2 separate regions of the Rattus norvegicus genome follow, and region 2 is linked to region 1. Evidence: chromatin contacts called from public Hi-C data. All regions are on one chromosome and are shown on one strand. The core of a region is the stretch at or near the end of the contact, and the rest is flanking DNA. Distances in the headings are between cores, read along the strand shown. Region 1 holds the start of Nts (neurotensin). Region 2 has its middle 220 kb from the start of Alx1.

What was found. Hi-C and Micro-C count contacts between places; a contact is called where the count stands out from the background.
Region 2: a contact with region 1 is called in a Hi-C map of kidney, with 5 times the contacts expected there. The contact joins the enhancer-like site here to the promoter of Nts in region 1. A contact is called at or near these places in 9 of 12 Hi-C or Micro-C datasets (Schwann cells, frontal cortex, hepatocytes and 5 more).

The regions. Positions count from the first base shown.
Region 1 is chr7:39,458,719-39,462,572 of GRCr8, forward strand. Nts (neurotensin) reads right to left here and starts at 2,170. Exons shown (of 4, transcript NM_001102381.1): 1 at 2,021-2,170. The coding sequence starts at 2,090.
Region 2 is chr7:39,844,382-39,848,235 of GRCr8, forward strand. No RefSeq gene overlaps it. Among named protein-coding and RNA genes, the nearest start is that of Alx1, 220 kb to the right of the region's middle. Within about 2 kb of position 2,025, at least 1 of the 93 cell types and tissues checked has an H3K27ac peak or open chromatin away from gene starts, as enhancers often do. A contact at or near this core is called in kidney, where this site is marked.

The sequences.
Region 1 (3,854 bases), core at 920-3,419:
ATATTGTAACCGCCATATTTCAAATTGTTTTAAACGTCTTTGAAGCTTATTGTCTTCTGTACATAATTTCTTCCAAGCGATATTCAGAGAAAACCATATCACAGCTTAATTTTAGGCTGACAGCCACAATAATAGAATCACTTCTGAGAAAATGAGCCCATCTTAATTGGCTAAGCAAAGTTCTTACGATTTAGAATCGTCTATTCACTGGGTCTCAGTAAAACATTTAATTATATTGTACAATGTAGACCTTATCAAAAGATCTGTGCTTTGTTACTCTTACCAGCAATAGCCCACACATACAAAATATGTATGTAATAAAGAACGTAGTAAAATAGGAATACGGGTGTTGTTTTTTATTTCATGGCAAACCCGCAGTGAATTGCTTGTTGGTAGTCTTAGAATGAAAATGATACTGATCTTCAGTTCACTACAAATGTCATTTTGTAAAATTCTCTTGGAAAGAATCACACAAGAGGTTTGAATTGTGTGCTTTCAATTTTGCATGAGCCAGTGAGGAAGAAGCTTAAGCAAAGGCAGAGCTCCCATTGACACATGCTAAATCTACTGAAAACAGATCCTTGATTAATGTCAGAACACATTTTCCCAGATTTCTTTTATGTGTCTTGTTTAGAGAAGCAAAAACTTAGAAACGCTAAGGTATTGTAGAGCATTTAATATCCATTAGCCTTCTGTGATAAAGGAGGCAGAGCTTAAAATTGCCCCATTATTTACTATGTGGTCTTTAAAACACAAGATCCCACCTGAGTACCTGTAAGAACTGAGCTATTCCAGGGACACTTTTGCTCCATTTGTTTGCTGTTTGATTTTCAGAATGAATGTTAAAAATTAATCTTGTTAATCTCTGTTAAGAATGTGTTTATGTCACAGAAATGGGTTTCGAGAGCTAATATACAGTTTTTAATCAATAAGCTAATTTTAGAATCTATAATTAGAACTATATTTCTGTAACTACTTGATAAAATTATAGTTATGGGAAAGCTCCATTGGCTTATAAAATATTTACAGGCTCTTATACTAATAAGATCATCCAAAACATATCACAGTCTGATAACTTCTGATAGCTATCTTTGTATTTAAAAAAATCTTAGTTTGAACTAACACTTCAGAGTCTTGGTTATTAAGAACAATATTCACAAATATAAGTTAAGTGATTTTACTTCATTTGTCTTTAAGATTTTCCACTGTTAGGTGTTTGTTCAATTATTTCCAATTATTAATTAAAATACATTGCCATCATCAAAATATTTCATATTAGTCTTAAATTTATTTTATTTTTAAGAAGACGTAATTCATCTGATAACAATACATTTCTTCTTCTTAACTGTTATATACAGAACACTGTAAAGCTAAATTTATCATAAATAGAAGTATACCAATTTTATGGTTATAGTTTGTGCCAACTTAGATTACATTCAAAAAAGCAGCAGCTATATGAGCATCACGACTGTCAGAATGAAATTCTTTAAAATATACATTCTCAAAGGACTTGGGACACTTTTTGTTGCATTAGAAACACTCTTTTATTTACTGGTATTTATTTCACATGTTCTAACACACATGTAGAGTTGAAAATAACTTGAGGAAAATCACAAAGGTAAGTGAGAGAAGCCACCAGCTAAGGCAGTGAGAAAAGATGAGAATAAAAAATCATGCATGAGATCTCTTCATGGGAGCCTGCTGAAAAGCTCTGCCTCTGTTCTAGTTTTCATCCTTGTTTTATTACTCTTATTGATTTTTCCCTCTAGTAGTTATATTCCAAAGGAAAATAGTTTGCCTTTCCTTGAAACCTCATGAACTGCCTGCTTTACAGACTTTTAAAAGAAAAAAATAATAATAGTTTCAGTTCTTATACGAGAGAGAAAGAGAGAGAGAGAGAGAGAGAGAGAGAGAGAGAGAGAGAGAGAGAGAGAGAGAGAGAGATTCCTCCTGGATTCATTTACCTGAGTAGCAGCAGACTGTAAGAGAAATCACTCACTTCAGAGAGGTGCGAGCTTACCTGAGCACAGACTCCAGGAGCTGAAAGCCAGGAGAGTCAGGCACACCAGCTGAAGGTTCATTCCTATCATCTTGTCTCAGCCTTCTGACAAGCAGGTCCACACAGACACGGAAGGAGCTCTCTTGGTGCTTCCTCTTGCCTTCAGCTGGCTTTGAAAGTGAGTGAACTGTGAGAGATGCTCTGGCCATGCCCTATATATACGTGAGCAGGAGGGTGATGTCATGACTGTACAGGATGTGCTCTGCCTTCATCTCCATCCCCCCTCCTTTCTCTTTGTCCCTCATCTCATCCCCCACCCATGAACCTTGATTGAAAGTGACGATCTTCCCTAATTGCAGCTGTTGCTCAGGGTTTCTGACTCACGGAAAGGGTTGTTCAAAAGCACTGCAGTGTACAGCTAGGAAGAGGCACCCCGGTACCTTTTATTTCTAATCCCCTATCGTGCTCCCAGACATTTGTCATTTTGATTTTTAAAAATGTGGGGTTTTTTTTTATTCCTAATATATAAGCAAAAGTTCTAGAGAGATATCACTGCTTGGAAGACTCAAAGACTTGGGGTATATTTTCTGGTAACACAAACTTCTGAGCACGTGTTTCGTGGTCTCAAAACTCATAAAGAATTTTTTATAGCATGTACTAAAATAGGAAGGGGAACAGACAAAAGAAAATTGAATATAATAATGGAATAGAGTAACAAAACATCCAAGGTAAAGGAAAAATATCAGTATAAAAGGAAGGAAATTAGATCTAATGAATAGTATTATGTCCTACTTCTTGAAAGTTTATTGTATGTAGCTGAGGGGAGTCTAAATTTCATATGCTGGTCTTTCATGGGGTGTTTTAAATAATATTTATAAAATAGAGGCACAAATAGGTTATGCATCAAAAGGTAAACTATGAATTGCTGTATTAATTATACCTCCCCCAATTAATTTCATAATTAATCACATTTTTACTACATTTTTAACTGTTTATTTGTTGCCGATACTGTATCTTCCTCTCTCCTTCATTTCAGAACTCCCTTAGCACTCTCTCCCTTCAGTTTAATCCTTTTTATTTGTAGAAAAGTGACTGTACTTTAGACAGAAAATAGTCTATATAACCAGCAACCACTGGAGTCACATTTCTAAGAGAGAATCTTCAGGTAACTTGTTAGTTACAATGATATTCTTTCCTTCTCTTGATTACTGGAAGAAAATTGCTCAAACGCCTTTTGAGGCATAGCTTTGTTCCTGTAGAGGATCCTTGCTAATACAAGAAGTGTCCTGAACTGGTATTAGGAATATGAATATCTAAAACCAAAGATTTCTGAGATCCGATTATTTCTTTAAAAAAAAAAACCCACTAATCATGTAAATAATAACTAAGGAAAAAATCAGGATTGTTACTACAGACAGTTGGTTTAAATATCCAGTATTTGGTAAGAGATTATCTTTTCCCTTAGAGGAAATCATTAGTTACAAAACTTGAACAGTTGTTTTAAATAGTAAAAGATATTTTAATTCAACTCAATGTTCAAAAGTTAAACAGTAGTTTTAGTTTTCCATTACTTTAATTTTGTTTTGTTGTTTCTGTGGCAAAAAAAAAAAAAAAAAAAAAAAAAAGCTTAATTTGACTCACCTGGAATAGTTTTCTCTAAAGGATGATTGACTGGTAAGCCTGAAGGATGCATGAATTTTTCCTTCCGCTAGGGGGAGCAGTGGAAGTATAGAAAGCTTTCCGTCTTCACAGAGAATGCTTGTTTTTCTCTTATTGTCCCAGCATTTGTGTGACAGAATAATTTCAGACCCTCATTAATAAAGAAGCTAATAACCTATATATTCTTTGAATGCTA
Region 2 (3,854 bases), core at 775-3,274, 390 kb after region 1:
CTTTTCAAAGTATCAGGCATCAACTGCGGAACCATTGTAGTGATTAAGACTGTGTCATCTATAAAAGAGGCAGACGCATCTGTGAATTCCTCCAATTATCTAAAGGGTAACCAGGGAAACTGGGATGATGAGTCATGTGCCCAACCCAGAACAGGGATGTTGGGTAAATGAAATAATAAGCAAAGATTTTCAGGTTCGGCAGAGTCAGGTTCCGATGACTAAAGTCCACTAAAGTCACAGGCCGATTTGAGTCACGGTGAACCATTACAGCACAGGCAGATGTCAAAACTGTTATTGATAGGATGCCGACATTTTGTGACAGTTTAGACTAAATAATCTTGAGGTTTCAAGCACACAGCTGTACTGAAGGAGGCTCTTCTTCCTGCCTATGCAGTTAATTTACATGTCTTCGAAGGAAAGGAGCGATAGCTACAGCAAGAGCCAAATAATTGTGATATAACAAGGCACTTTCCCGTTTCCCAGTTTCGCTGAATTTTTTTAAAGGGGAAAAGATCTTACTACGAACCTAATGCTGATCATGAATTTACAATCTTCTTACCTCAGTTCCTGAGTGCTTAAATTAGAGACGCCTACCATTTTCTGAATGAAGAATGGTTTAGTTAAAATGCATTTCTGGGTAGGAAATATGGATATTAATTCCTTATAGTTTCTCTTCAGATTCATACCACCACAGAGAATTTTTTTTCAAACAAAGATTGTCTAGTTATACAGTAGAAGTTATGTTACTGTATGCAGAGTGTCTGTGAACATTAGGCTTTATTTTTTCAATGCCCTAAGTAGTTTTAACGTCCATTTAGGATTAAGAACCACTGTGTACACAGATAGGATGTTCAGGTTCTCTAGCCTCATCCTGTAAACTCTGTGTTTTAAGGCACAGCCACTGTATGAAGCAGAGTCATGATTGAGCACTAAGAAACAGAAGGGAATTACAGTACACTTTTATTCAATATGCCAATAACAAGACATGACTAAAGCATCATGTAAAGATTGTATAATTCCTATGCTGTCTTTGTAGAGCAGTTGAGGAAAGGTTACAGTTATAAATCGCGTTTGGTGCACCAAGGGAGAGCTCATTCAATTACAGACATAGCCATCATGTTAAATCCAGGCAGACTATGGCCACGATGGGAATAGAAACCAGACCACACACATTTTGGGAATTTCATTGTATAATATCCTCTATATAACAAAATATCAATAATCAAATTTCAGGTTGAATAACTGCATACAACAAACTGATAGATAATAAAATTTGAAGACATACAATCAAAGGTTGCACTAAGAGATAGAAGCTCATTAGAAGAAAATGTTTCTTTTCTTTTTTTTTCTCTTTCTTTCTTTCTTTTTTTTTTTTTTTTCGGAGTTGGGGACCGAACTCAGGGCATTGCACTTGCTAGGCAAGCGCTCTACCACTGAGCTAAATCCCCAACCCCAAAGGAAATATTTCTAAAGAGTAAATTTTCTATCTATGTGTATGTGGCTGACCATTTTCATTTGAAGTTAAGCAACACTGTTACAGCAATTACAGTGTTTTAAGTTACATAGTTTTGACACTTTGGTCATTGTGAGCCTAGCCTTTCACAGTTGAGCTATCCCTCCAGCCCTACCTATCTATTTTTGAGATTTCAAGCCATTATTGAAGTTATAGAAGGGAACAAATAACCAACAAAGTTCAGTAAGTTCAAAGCCATTATTTCTAGTATACTGTTCCATGTGTTAGTCAATATAAAATTCTTTCAAATCCAAGTGAAGGATAAATTATGTTTTCCATTTAAAAATAATGAGGTGAACATTGTTAATCTCTCAGGACCCACATTACATCTCAATTTGGGGGCTGCTTTGGGAGTGAGGATGTGAGGAACTTACTGTGAATGTTAGTGCAGGAACTGTAATTATTATTCTTTTTTTTCTTTTAGAGCCTGAAATTGCTAACTACATCACTGGAGTGAGTCAATCATTAGCTCCAAGCATAGATCAGTGTTCTGTGACGGTACCTCAGGTTGTATTCATGGTAAGTGTTCACAGCATGACATTCTGACACTTATTAACAGAAAACTCTTATAAAGGGTACTTGACAGCCACATCAATCTCTTATAACGTCAACCAGGAATTATTTTATACCGTGATCCATGAGGAATTAGTAGACTGCTGTGTTACATTTTTCTTGGGCATCGTTGCACATGAAAAATCATTTGACAGTCTTACTTTCCAGTACTGACAGTACAAATTTATGTAAATCAAAAATTATTTTCATGTTCATAAGATCCTTATTTTTCTTATTTCGTTTATCTAAATGACGAAAAATAATTTGTAGTTTATATTTTATGAAAATGAGGAAGATCTATAATCAGAATATGCTATATTAAAAGTACATTTTCAATTTTTAAAATGGTATTACTGTATAAAGCAGAACTGGAAACTGAAGAAAAAATAAGTCTCTTTGGGGAAGAGAATGTAAGTGGTCATACTTTTTACATTTCTAAACAAAGGGTTCTCAGCATTGAATGTTTCCTTCTTGGGAGCAGATATAGAAATCTTATTTAGCATTATGATTTTCAGCATGGAGCCCAACATAAAGTAGCAATCAAAGACCTTTTAAAATAATAATTAATTAATCAATAAGTCCTCTTTCTAACAAGGGCAAGCTGCTTTGCAGGCAGGGTTAATAAAATTGCTAGTGTGAAATTAATTCTTAATGATGACTATATTATAATAATGTCTACTAATTCTTAATAATATATATTTTCTAAATTAAGCTTAATGTACGGGTATATAAATATGCATATATATGTATTAGTACACTTGTTTCTGTAGTTATACTAAACTTTATCTTGCTCCTTCTATTGACTATCCTCCCTTTTGCTATAAACATGAATTTAAGTTGCAAAACTGAACTAGATATATAGGTACTGTTGGGTGTGACACCAACTCCAGTGGTACCAATGTTAGTCTAAAAGGGTCCCAAATACTTTCATTCCTTTGTCACTCATTTATTTATTCAAGAGCAAACCCAAGATCCACCTATCAAGGAGAACTGTTTCTCATTGGTCTCCTTTATATCAGCAATATTTATAGTCACCTCACCCCTAGGCAAACAAGAATGAAAACATCAACAGTTAAGAAGAGAGATGTGTAGGCTTAGATTTTTCCTCTACCTACTTTATTTAGGATTCTTGAACGCTTCAACCTCCCTTCTAGCCACAGACCAGAGGTAGGAGGAAAAGAAGGTTAATAGGAAAAGGGGTTGTGGACCTATTTAGAAGTAGTTTTGGGGGTCAGTTCCACTGTTCATTGCTAGGATAACAACAGTACAGTCTAATAGCAAACACCAAACAGGAATCAGTAGCAGCAACTTGATCCAGCCAAGAGTGCAAGATTCCTTTGAATCCTCACGAGTCAGTGGGAGCAGCAGAAATCAGCTGGATTACCAGGAGAAGCCCTTTTCTCTTTCTTTCTTTTTTCTTCATTTCTTTTTACTTTATTTCTCTTTTTTATTTATTAATTTGTTATTTTATTTATTTGCATTTCAAATGTTGTCCCGTTTTCATGTCTTCCCTCCGCAAACCCGCCCATCCCATCTCCCCTTCCCGTTGCCTCTAAGAGCGTGTTCTTCCACCCACTCACCCACTTTCACCTCACTCCCATAGCATACCCTTATTCTGGGGCACCAAGCCTCCACAGAACCAAGGGCCTCCCTTCCCATTGATGCCAGATAGGCAATACTCTGAGATATATATTCTTTGGTTGGTGTTTTAGTCCCTGGGAGATCTGGGAGTCTGGTACAGATATTCACAGCCAACCATTGAACTGAGCCTGGGGACCCCAATGGGAGA